Regions from separate parts of the Mus musculus genome. Here regions 1 and 2 are each linked to region 3. The links are chromatin contacts, called in public Hi-C and promoter capture Hi-C maps. All regions are on one chromosome and are shown on one strand. The core of a region is the stretch at or near the end of the contact, and the rest is flanking DNA. Distances in the headings are between cores, read along the strand shown.

Evidence for each region. Promoter capture Hi-C pulls out the DNA fragments that hold promoters and counts their contacts. Hi-C and Micro-C count contacts between places; a contact is called where the count stands out from the background.
Region 1: a promoter capture Hi-C map of 3T3-L1-derived adipocytes shows a contact between it and region 3, with 3 times the contacts expected there. The contact joins the promoter of Fbxo28 here to the enhancer-like site in region 3. A contact is called at or near these places in 9 of 39 promoter capture datasets (the 3T3-L1 cell line, 3T3-L1-derived adipocytes, the C10 cell line and 4 more), 3 of 484 Hi-C or Micro-C datasets (cortical neurons and nephron progenitors), 2 of 115 datasets of contacts at active chromatin or transcription factors (the SCID.adh cell line and embryonic stem cells) and 3 of 9 other capture datasets (adipose tissue, liver and pancreatic islet).
Region 2: a contact with region 3 is called in a Hi-C map of uterus, with 2.8 times the contacts expected there. The contact joins two enhancer-like sites. A contact is called at or near these places in 1 of 15 datasets of contacts at CTCF or cohesin (pro-B cells), 31 of 484 Hi-C or Micro-C datasets (3T3-L1-derived adipocytes, B cells, the G1E-ER4 cell line and 22 more), 1 of 115 datasets of contacts at active chromatin or transcription factors (neural progenitor cells) and 2 of 9 other capture datasets (liver and pancreatic islet).

The regions. Positions count from the first base shown.
Region 1 is chr1:182,339,539-182,343,777 of GRCm38.p6, reverse strand. It overlaps Fbxo28 (F-box protein 28), which reads left to right and starts at 2,172. Exons shown (of 5, transcript NM_175127.2): 1 at 2,172-2,455. The coding sequence starts at 2,189.
Region 2 is chr1:182,367,893-182,371,627 of GRCm38.p6, reverse strand. No RefSeq gene overlaps it. Among named protein-coding and RNA genes, the nearest start is that of Fbxo28, 28 kb to the right of the region's middle. Within about 2 kb of position 1,742, at least 88 of the 459 cell types and tissues checked have an H3K27ac peak or open chromatin away from gene starts, as enhancers often do. A contact at or near this core is called in the HL-1 cell line and uterus, where this site is marked.
Region 3 is chr1:182,459,029-182,463,168 of GRCm38.p6, reverse strand. Trp53bp2 (transformation related protein 53 binding protein 2) reads right to left here. Exons shown (of 18, transcript NM_173378.2): 18 at 733-1,482. The coding sequence ends at 1,441. Among named protein-coding and RNA genes, the nearest start is that of Trp53bp2, 52 kb to the right of the region's middle. Within about 2 kb of position 1,703, at least 85 of the 459 cell types and tissues checked have an H3K27ac peak or open chromatin away from gene starts, as enhancers often do. A contact at or near this core is called in 3T3-L1-derived adipocytes, the HL-1 cell line, adipose tissue and 4 more, where this site is marked.

The sequences.
Region 1 (4,239 bases), core at 923-3,422, 120 kb after region 3:
AAACTTGTATTCTGTGGTTCAGACCAAAAGATCTGAGCATTAATCGGTGGTCCTTATACGGAGAGTTATGGGGAAAGGATTGCAGTTTGTAGGATCCATTCACACAGCAGCTGTGTGTAAGGAGTGGATTGACAAACCACAAGAGCTGACTGAGGGGATGATGGTCCACTTTTACAGGATGCTCTGTAAGCTCTTTTTCATGTGAGAGTTTCTATAATGTACTTAACTCGTCTCCTCTTATAGAAATTCTATTTCAACTTAACCCATCAAGAAAGCTTCTAACTTTAATAAGTCTAGGTAGAAAATCATTTCCATTTAGACTAAATTGAAATTGGTTCTCTGAAGAGGTAGCAACGCCCTAAGCACAAAAGTAAAATTACAGTCTATTAGTAGGGAGAAAATCAACGCATTATGAATATGCAAACGTCTGGAAAACAGTTAGACATAAAATACATATTGAATACTAACCAGCCCTCTGTGATGTGCGTGTGGTTTGAATGTGCTCGAGACGGCTCATGCACCGGAACTTTGGTTATCCTGGATGAAACCTAAGAACTGGAATCATGGGAGTCAAAGACAGAATCAGTACAGGTTCAAGTCTGTACGTTAGTCACTTTTCTGTCACCGTGATAAAATACCAGGACGAAGGCAAGTTACAGAAGAAAGAGTCCATCATGGCGAGGAGACACAGCATGAAGTGGCAAGCATGGCGGGAGGAGCTGGAAGCTGAGAGACCACATCTTCACCCTCCAGCACAAACCACCAGAGAGCAAACTGGAAGTTGAGTGGGACTATAAGCAATCACTGTCTACTAGTGACACGCCTCCTTCAGCTAGGCCCCACCTCCCAAAGAAACCCCAAAGCGCAAGGCCAACTCAGAACTGAGTGTTCAAATATCTGAACTTGTAGGAAACAATCTTACCCAAACCACCACCAAGTCCAACCTGACTTTGTTTACTTCAGATGCAGAGTGTGTATTTTTATGCATGAAATAATACTACATTATGCTGGGTCACCTATGGGGCGTCCTAGTAAGAGGCACGTGATGATCTTTCCTCCCACAACTTGTGGTGGTACTCCTAATCATGTGATTATAAGCCTGTTCCCTGAATTTCTGTATCATACCTTTCTTATTTTGTGATTAATGCATTACATGAGAAGTGGGTTATTTTGAGACTACGTGCTACACCTTACCACAGGCTTGTCTTCTGGTTTTAGCATCTTTTCATTGGTTCTCACCTAAATTGATTCACAGAGAATAAAAGTCTTTTTTTTTTTTTTTTTTTTAAGCACACAATTCAGGTACTGGAGAGATGGCTTAGAGGTTAAGAGCACTGGCTATTCCTCCAGTGAGAAACAATGCACCCATTAACTGTCTGTTGTCTTCCACACTTCCCTTATTCCCAACTTCCACCAACCACGAATCCACTCTGTTTCAGTTAAGCAGTTGTAAACCAGCCAGTTGTTGGTGCTGGAAACCAAAGGCCAGTGTTGGTGCTGGAAACCAAAGGCCAGTGTTAGTGCTGGAAACCAAACTCGGGTCTTCTGGAAGTGCACCAAGTGTTGTAAGCTCGCTTGTGCTCTCTCTCTCTCTCTCTCTCTCTCGCCCCTGACTCTATGGACCTGCCTACATAGGGCATTTCACATAAAAGTAGTCGTATGGTGTGTGACTCTGTGTTTTTATTTCATTAATGTGCTTTCAGGGTTTACCTGTTGTCTTGTAGTTTTAAACTAGCGGTGTTTTATTCCTTTTTATATGCTGCAATTATCACTGTGACTCTTGGGAGATGCTGATCTAAATACAAATTTCCGTCTAAACTTATGAAGGTGATATGGTTTTTATCATCCTTTGGCGAGTTGCTTTTAAAGAAAACTGCTCCATTGTCGTTCCTTTTATCAGATGAAAGGGACTATGACGACCGCCTTTCTTAGGGTTTGCGGAATCCTTGCTCGTTTCCACTCTAACAAGGCAGTCTCCGATTTTAAAGAGCTACAACGACCACCTCTCTTGAAGTGTGCACTATCTTCCCTCCTTTCCGATGGACGCACCGAAAGCTCGCCTCTCTTTCCAGCTGTCATCCCACGAGCTCCTCCCTCTCCTTAAGCTCCCCCCCCCCCAGGAGGAGGAAGTGACGCACAGGAAGTGTCCCGATCCCCTTACATTGGAGGAAGGAATCAAACTCCCAAGATGGCGGCGGCGTCTGAGGAGCGGATGGCTGAGGAAGGAGGCGGCGGCCACGGCGACGGCGGCTCCTGTTCGGCTGCCGGCTCCGCTCAGCGACAGCCCCCGGCGCCCCCGTCGCAGGCCCCGCCGCCCGGGTCCCAGGCACCCGCCGCGCCCGCGCTGGCACCGGACCACCTGCCCCAAAACAACACACTGGTGGCGCTGCCCATCGTAGCCATCGAGAACATCCTCAGCTTTATGTCCTACGACGAAATTAGCCAGCTCCGCCTGGTGAGGGCCGAGGCCTGGGGAGGACCGGCGAGGGCGGCGCGTTCCTGGGGAGGGAGCCCCGCCGGCTCGGGACACGGAGCGCGCGCGTCCCCGGCAGCCGGGAAGTGGCGCTGGCGACGGCCGGCGGGGTGCTTGCTGCTGCCGCGCTGGCATCGCGACCGCCGGGCGGGCGAGGCTCCGCTCTGCGCCTCGCCCCGCCCCGAGGGTCTCCTCGCCCCTAGCCCGGGACGCGCCCGCCTGCGAGAAGTAACGGAGCGGGGCTTGGTGCCCTCCGCCCGGCTGGACCGGCGACAGGGACTCCCGAAGGGGCAGGCGCCTGCCTCGACTGCCCGCTCGGGCTCTGGAGTTCACTCCCAAGTGGGCAGAGGATCCCAGCCAGGCTTGGGTTGTGTTGCAAGAATAGTGTGTATTGTCCCTCCAACCCAGGCTTTCTGCTTGAAAAGGATGAAGGGGGTTTGGCTGTCCCCCCCCCACCCCCCCCCGCTCCCCCTTGAGCCCCAGTTGCGGTTCTAAGATTGCAGTTGTGTTGTGCGTTTAAAACCCCAGAGCCTTAGTTGCTCACTAAAGTAGAGCCCTGGGAGATGATGACCTGACTGGCTTTGCCTCCCTGACACTCCTTACTATAGCGAAGCAACTTGTCCCCTTGTCAAGCTATTACCCCCTCCCGCTTGTTTGCTTTTTTTTTTCAAATGTGCTTCAAGCCCACCCTCCTGCAGTCGGAGTGGTTTACTTATTATACCCTAAAAATAACACATTGTCCTAGCCAAAATTTAAAAAGAAAAAAAATTGCCATTGGAATTTTACTACATCCCTGAGGTTTGACCGAAGATTTGATGAATTACTTGGTTCAGGAAGATATCTCACTTCCTACCGGGGTATTTCCCCTTAGGTGGTTAGGAAATTGGAGGAGGTGGACATTTTGAAGTGGTTGTGAGCTGGTTTGATGTAGTCACTTAAATGTGCTCGGGATTGTTGATAAAAGGACAAAGACATCTTTCTGAATGTGCTGTGTGTGGCGGTTACTTATTCATCGCTATGCCATATTTTAGCCCTATTCTTCCATCTCTAAATTGACCAGTATTGTGTTTCAAAGGAAATCATCTTTAAAAACAGCTTGCAGTCATTCATTCAAACTCCGGGGCAGGTTTTGTGTGTGTTTCCCCACACTCTGTGGAATGGAAAATTTCTTCTGTTTAGAGTAGGTATTTCAGAATACAGTTGTCCTAGATTTTCAAAGCATCATCCTAGGATTTCGTGTAGAGTGGTAAATATTTCCTTTATATTTTATAAAGCTTGGTACTTGACCAAAATGTATGCTGTATATACAATTGCGTTTGGCAATTGGGCATAACATTTGATTGAATTCAGCCAGCCAGCCAGACAATGGCTTTGAAAAGCTTGGAATGTTCACAGGTTTTTTGTTGTTGTTGTTAAGTGTTGAGAAAAACGGGGTTTTATTGGTTTGTTGGTCGTTTTTCCTTCTTTTCATTCATTGTTGTTTTGTTTTGTGTGTTACTGTTTGGCCACCAATCTGGAGTTCAGCCTTGATTCTACTAGATAAATGCTCTGTCAGCTTTAACTCTCATTTTTCCTTTTCTTTAAACAAACAAACAAACAAAAGTGTGAAGAGGAGAAAATAGACTGCTTGGAGACCTGAGGTGAAATGGGCCTCACAATTATTAATAATCATCATCTCTTTCATGTGAAATGTATAGCTGCATATTGTATCCTAAGCCTTTTCCTGGCTTGATTTGTAATTGAAAGCATTTTTCTTAAGGAGTCCC
Region 2 (3,735 bases), core at 493-2,992, 92 kb after region 3:
TTTTTTTTTTTTTAAGAAGGCAGATTTAAGCTGAAAAGGTAAGGTTTGTTTTGTGGTTTAGTTCAGGTTTTTGCAAGTATTGTAGTCATAGGATGGTGGTACTTTAACTGGGGGAGCAGGGGAGGCAGAGGACCCCAAATTTCAAACCCCAATTGTTATTAAGCACTCCCCGCTATGGAGGAACTTAGGAAAAAGGTTGAGGAAATGAGCGGTGAGTTCCAGTTTGACGTAGGTTTGGATAACGAACAGAGGAGGCTGGTATCTCTCTTGCAGCCGCCCAGCAGATGCTGAGTAGAGTCACTAAGATGACGGGGGACGGCTGCCATGCTTGGTTTATGAGAGCATGCTAGACACATCTGAGGCCAGCACCCACGGAGCCTGTCTGATGTTCTGAGTAGTAAGTTATGACGCTAACAACAAACACAGGGCGGGGCTTCTTTAGGGCCGATATAATGTGCTGGGCAGACTCGAACTCAGACAAAGAGATTAGTGAACCTTGACGCATACAGTGCAAAATGGGAGTGGCTGAAAAAGCCCACTGATGAGGACATGAGACAGAACCAGTGTGCCAGGTGTGGCGGCTCAGACCTATAATCCCAGTACCTGGGTGGCTGAGGCAGGAGCATTGCAGCATGTTTAAGTCCAGCCTGAGTTACAAAAATCAAAGCAAAGAAAGAGGAAGGAGAGAGGACACCGAGTGCCTTCTGCCAGAACTCACGGTGACAACTAATTGTGAGTGTGTTGTCGCTGTTCAGGTGGCCCCGACATGCCACACACACACATGCCACACACACACACACACACACACACACACACACCCCAGCAGGTTCCTGAGGGCTGGGTGAGAAAAGAAGCTGCATCCTGAGCAAATTGCTGAACCCCTCCCCACCCCCACGCAGGCAGCAGATAAAGGATTCCTCCACAGTCTTTCAGGACTTCCAATCCTCCCTGGCCTCTGCCAGAAGATAGTTTTTCTTCAGTCCTCAAGGAGCAGCAGCAAGTCTATACTGGAGTAGGCATGCTCAGACCTTCCTGGCTTCATGAGTTCAGTTCCTGCTCCCCTTGTTATGAACTGCACGAGGCACACAGTAATATAAGTTCAGATCAGTCTGGGACAGCACAGGAGATGCTGGCTTTGAAAATGTCCCTGGTGGCTTGGGAACCTGCTGTATTTTCATTCATGTATTCATCCATCCATCCATCCATCCATCCATCCACCCATCCGTCTGTCCATCTATCCATCCATCTATCCTCCCACACTCACCTCTATCAAATGCAGAGCTAGGCAAGTGCTCTAGCTACCACCAAGGTACATCCCAGCTTATGCAAAACTGTCTACTAGCCTTTTCCCTAGAGAAAATGTTGGGTATAATTCATACAGCTACACATGGTACAGACCCCTTCTGACATCACCATTACATCATCTTGAAGTACGAACCAAAGAGACGCAGTCAGTTTTAGAGGAGTTTTCTTGTTTGTTTGTTTTTACCTAATGTCTTTTGAATTCAGGTATGAACCTCCTGCAATTGCCTGTGTCAGGCCCTATAGCTCGCCACCAGCTTCACAGGTCAGATTCTGAGCATGTGGATTAAAGGAAAGGCTGTGGGTGCTCCGGGAACTCTTCTCTGCCCACAAAAACCACAACCTGGATACATCTTTACCGGGAGAGGAAATATCAGCTTTTTCTGAAAAGCAGCATGACCTAATAGAGAGCTCTCTGCCTCCAGCTTCCTCTGTAATTGCCAAACACAGCCTTCCACGTCTCCTAGAATTGGCTTTAGAACTGCATGACCAGCTGGCACAGAGATGCATACCTGCAAGCCCAGCTTTGGAGGCAGGAGGATTGCTTGACCCAGGGTTTGAGGCCAGCCTGAACAACAAATTGATCCCCTACTTCCCAATAGTGTACTTCTGATCTGAAGATGAGGCCAACAGAAAGTGTGACTGGTGTGTTTTCCTGCGGAATACATAAAACCACAAGGGCTCTCGGGGTCACTGCTGTTTCTCAATTCTTCCTAGAAGGAAGTAGGACGAGCATACCAGAAACCCGATTTCTAAGTGCTTGCCTATGGCACTGGCTTGGTAGGACTTCTTCTACAGGCATCTCCAAGAAAAGCAGTTCAGGGGTTAGAGGTACAGCTCAGTAGAAGAGCATTTGTCTAAGATGCAGAAAGCCCTGTGTCCAATCTCCAATAACGGAGACCGCGTGAGAGAGAGGCAGACAGACAAACAGAGAGACAGACAGACAAAGACAGAGATTTTAAAAGTCAATTTCTGAGCTAGTTCAGACTCTAAGAGAGGCTGTGACTCAGAAGAGTGAAGTTAAATACCCTTTTAAAAATTTTCCCAACCATGCTTTTAGACGGGTCCCTTACCTATTTCCTCCTTTCTCATTTCAGAGACATCCGGGAAGACTCCGGGGATACGGTTATTATACTCAAGCCCTGCCAAGAAACAATTGTAAGAAAAGGAGCTATTTTGACTGGGTCAAGAGGAATAATTATGCTGCCTAAAAATACACCGAGTCTGAGGGAAGAAAATGAGAAGCTTTATGAAGAAGGTGAGCAGCACTTCCTCTCTGGCCACCTTTCAGCGCTGTGTGGTTTACTCTAATAGCAGCCTGTCGTTTCAAGCCAGATGATTCAGTGGCCAGGCCACAGCTCACAGAGCATTTCATCTGCGGACATCCGTCCTGCCTGTGAAGAAATGGGCATTTAGTCATGCAAAGGAAAACGATACCCTCCTGACCAGTGTCCAGCCAGAAGACACTGGTCGTCTGCTTTTACTTGCAAGCAGATGAAAGGGAGCCGGTGGGGCTGGACCTGGTCATTAGAGAGCCTGGCTTCTTTCTGATGGTCCAACAGGACAGGTTGTTTCAACTTTTACACATCAAGACCTGAAACTGAAGCGTGAGAATCTACTATCGTAACTGCCCTCTTCCTATGCCTCCACTGAACTGCCTTCCCCGCAGGAGTGTAAGGGGATGGATGAACTGGTGTTTGGGGCAGGAGAATCGTGAATTATGAGGTCACCACACTGCATTTTCCTGCTTAATTGAGAGGAAGTGCAGCATTCTTTCAGACCTATTTTCTGACTAAGTCAGCAGACCCCACCTAGAATCTGACCTCTTCTCTGAACAGATAACCACAGAGTCAAATGATTTCCAGACTCATAGCCATGTGCTGCTAGATGTCTGGACCTGGCTGCTTGGATCAGAACTTTTTGCCTGTGGCTTCTCTACAATACCTGGCTCAGTCTCAAGCTCCAGCAGCAGCGCATGCCTGGACCTTTGCTGTGCACGTACACGGCTCGCCTTCTGCTCAATTATTACCTTCACTTTTAGACTCCTGGATCAGGCCAGTCCTTACAATGTGGAGACAATGGAGACATTGTCAGTTTGAAAGAGCCAGACCCAGAGTTCATGATTAAAGAGGAGAGACAGCCCAAGGTTCAGTGAGCATGCTTACCAAGGACGTAAGGCTTCCTGTAAGCCTTACATGTCCTCATTACATATGTGCGCTTCATCAATTGTAGGTGCCATTTGGACTCTAAAAGGTGATCATCTCAGGACTTACATGTAGAGCACATTCCTTAAAAAAGTGTGCTTACTCCCAAGGCAGGATTATATAGTTACCTGTTGCTGTGCCAACAGTACCACGTAAGCCACAAGGACAATAAGCTCACTGTTCCTCTAAGACCCGAGTGCTTAGAAGCTACAAGAAGGGCATAAATTCT
Region 3 (4,140 bases), core at 454-2,953:
ACAGCCAGGGCTATACAGAGAAACCCTGTCTCGAAAAACCAAAAAAAAAAAAAAAAAAAAAAAAAAAAGTCTAGAAAAAGTAACCAGTGGGTTTGCACCTACACCTTCTATTATGGTTTCACTAAGCAAAATGGGTTCTGATACAACTCATTACTTGGTTGGTAATAAAAATAAGTAAGTAAACAAGTAAATTTTTATAACTTTATGAATAATGTGTAAAGAGTGAGGACATTAAAGGACATTAAAATAGCCCAGCAGAAGTTGTAGGTCCAAGTAAGCTTTCTTTCACTATGGTCTCTATGACCTTTTTAAAAATTACTAAGTTAGGTGCTGGAGAGATGGCTCAGTGGTTAAGAGCACCAACTGCTCTATAGAAGACCAGAGTTCAGATCCCTTCACAGACATCAGGTAGTTCACCAACCATTTTAACCCCAGCTCCAAGGTATCCCACATTCACTTCCAGCCTCCATGAGGAAACAGGTACATAGCACACACACCCTCACCCCAGTCTCTTAAAAGCACAGTACTCTAGCCATTCAGCCTTGTAAACTGCAGAGATGCATATCTGTAATTAAGAACCACTTCTCAATCACACGACTGTCAGGAAGTTTTCCCACAGTGCCCGACTGTTGGATCAAGCAGTTCACTATTTCTCAGCTGTGCAGTAGGTAGCCCAATGGCTTATGCCCCATAACCAAAGCTGTGTATAACATTAAAAGGAAAACCAGGAAATAGCTTGGAGTCATAAAGTTTAATTTTATTACAATCATTTTTAAAACCAGCTATGATCTTGACAAATACAGGTAAATCTATAACAAATCTCTAATTTCCAAGATACAAAAAGACAATAAATATAGATTCAAATTCAATCTAAAAACAAGATTCTAAATCTACTTTAGATTAGGTAGTGTAGTTTAATTTCAGTATTTCAAATATACGCATAATTCTTAAATGCTACAATAACTCATACAATAGTTACTGCTCACTGACAAGCAGCTAACAGTTCTTCACTGATAACACACAAGTGTACAGCACCCGCCGGGGATCCCAAAGCCTGCTGGTGCTCAGGGGCAGTTGGAGATGGTGCCAGATGGCACAGGTCCTTTCTGGCAGGTCAGCGGAATGGGAACAGTGCCAAAATCACCCTACACAGGACAAGAAACTGATTTTCCCACAGTCCAGCAAATGGTCCCATTTCTTGACAAAGCCAGATGGCTGCCTCCTATGCTGCGCCGCCATGAGCATTCTGCCAGCCAGGGTGGTGCGGGCTCAGCAGCAATGCCTCTGCTCACGCCGAGTCCTTCGGTCCTTCATTTTCTTCCACGGCACATTCTTCATTGCTTCTGAGCTATACTGTCATTAAAGTAAGCCTTCTGATTTTTTTTTCCTGGATAATCATAGTATTTCTTCTAGCTCATTAATTCTTCATTAACTCAAGTTTCAGGCCAAGCTCCTTTGTCTTGGTTTAATTCTTGGGTATAGCTGCAAGAGAATTTTAAAAAAAGATTTACATGTGGCATATGTATGGAAGTTTTACAATATTTCAATAAGTACAGGAAGAGGGGCAAGGAAGCTGACACAGGAAACCAACTCGGGAAGGCACTGAGCTGTGGAAGCAGGAAGTGAATCTGCACTGATCACATCGAGGGCCCAGCAGCTGGAACAGCACCACAGAGCCGTGACACAGACTCCAGGCACGAACTCAACTTGCAGTTTGCTCAACCACACTGCAGCCCAGGGAAGCCAAACGCTGAAGACTACTTGTAAATTGCTGTGTGCTCCAGAATCTGGAAACCCATCATGACGGGCAAAAGTCGTTGTTTGTTTTTTTTTTTTAAGGCAGGGTCTTTCAAGGTAGCCCAGGTTAGCCTTACAATCCTCTTGCCTCACACTCCTAAGTACTGGAACCACATATGTAAGCCACACTTTTTCAACCTTATTTACAGGACATGGCACTGTGGGTGGAACCTGAGCCTATCAGGACAAATGCCTGAATCAGTGGACTTCGGAAGACATGAAATGCTTTGGGATTCTGCTGGCCTGTGCTTTCCCTAACAAGAGCGAGGGGAGGCTATGTGAGGGCTGCAGGGCTCTGTCTGGAGGCCCAGAGCAAGTCAAACTAGAATTTCACCATCAAGCTAAACAAACCCTCCCCTTCGTCTCCTAGGGACAAGAAAACAAAAGAGGTGGTGTGTTTATTTAAGAGTCAGTTTCAGCTGAGAAAAGACATTTGTCAAAGCCCTTTGCAGATTCCAGGCTGAGCCTGTCTAAATATTCCACATTGTGAAATTTCCTTTATTTTTTAATACTCAGAAGATACTAAAACATGACACATACAGCACACGTTTATAGAAGAGAGCACCAGGGAACTAGGAGTTCTAAGTTTAGGACTAAAATTACAACCTTTATCCCTGTCTGTTAATTTCAAAACCTTCTGAGAGCGCAACCCTGTCTCTGACTGACTGCTTCCCCCTCAGAATAATCCTCCATCTCATTAACCATTCTCTTCACTAGAAAATTCAACTTAATAGCAGTCTGTTGTACACCATAGGAATTAATAGTTAAAACCATACATACTAATTGAAAACTCGCTAACAGATTTTATTTCCATCACAGAATTAAAGGTCCGCTTTGTCAGGTTACACAGGTTACTAGCTTGACTGAGCCATTTTATAAATCAGCCATTATTGTAAACTCGGGTTAGGGTGGCAAGGAAGGAGCAGGCGGGATGTTCAGCAGCTGACGCTGCCTGCCAGGCGTCTTCAGTGGATCGCAATCTCAACTCCCAAAAATGTCTTCTGACTTCACACAATTACTGTGGCACATGAAAACTCTCCCCCCGCCCCCTCTGTTTTAAAAATGATTAAAAAGTCATGCTTCATACCACAAATATGTCCAATTAGTTAATAATTCCCAACAAATGAGGTAGGTCGGTGAGACATACCTGTAAACCTAGCACTTGGAAGGCAGGAGGGTTCAGTCTGAGGCTAGCCTCGGCTACATGGCCAAGCCCTGTCTCATCCCACTCACAGACATGGGGGAGGGGAGAAGAGGAACTCATCTGAGCAGCTCCTGAGAGATCAGAGCATTAGGAGGCTGGAGAGATGGCTCAGCAGTTATTTTACAATAAATGCTGCTCTCAGAAAACAGCAGTTAAGGTGCAGCAAATGCCTTTTAACAGACATGTGACAGACAAGCACAGGAAGGGGGTCACTGTCACAAGCCAGAATGCCAGGTCCCAGGGCCAGGCTCCTTGAAACACTCAAGCAGAAGAACCTTAGCAGAGAGAGCCCTGCTCCTGGTGTGATGCTGGGGACATCTCCCACAGGCTTCTAGCTAAAGCTATAGGACAGACCTTGTCTAACTGACGCTTGATAAAAACCTACCAATGTCTTATATGCACTGTCTGCACACCAAGCTCAGAGGCAGGCTTCTTCAGTCTGCACCAACACCTGCTTACACAGACCAGAAATGTTCTGAATGAACGGCGGCAATGTGGAAGCCAGGGCCCGTGACCTCCGTGACCCATGTGTCCATCACCGTCTCTCCTGCCCTTTAGCATGTTTCATGTTCCTCACCACCAGCAGATCCACAAGCACTCCAAGCCTGATCTCAATCCGCCTGCACTCTCTCTCTAATTCTCTCACTCACTCCGAGAGTCTTTGTTGTGTGCAGGCTGCAGACAGGAATATCCAAGCCCATGGAGGACCTTGTTTTTGATCTTCCTACTTCCATCTCCCAAGTGCTGGGAACATGGGCATGACCTACATGGCACCTGGGTTAAACCTATAAAAGAGCCTAAGGCACAAATTTGGAATATATTATCCTGAGCTTAAACTATTAATACACTCAAAGTATAATCAAGTGCACTGTAGATATACCTGTGAGTCTAAATTAAGGGCATCATAAATTTAAGCCTTGTGTTTTAAAAAAGATTTTATGTGTATGAGTGCTTTGTCAGCATGTATGTATGTATGTATGTATGCCATGTATGTGCAGTGAGCAGGCATTAGGTCCCCTAAAATTGGAGTTTCTAGACAATTGAGAACAGCCATGGAGACACCGGGAACTGAACCTGAGTCTTCTTCAAGAGCAGCAAGTGCTCCTAAGTGCTGAGCCCTGTATCACGTCTTATAACAA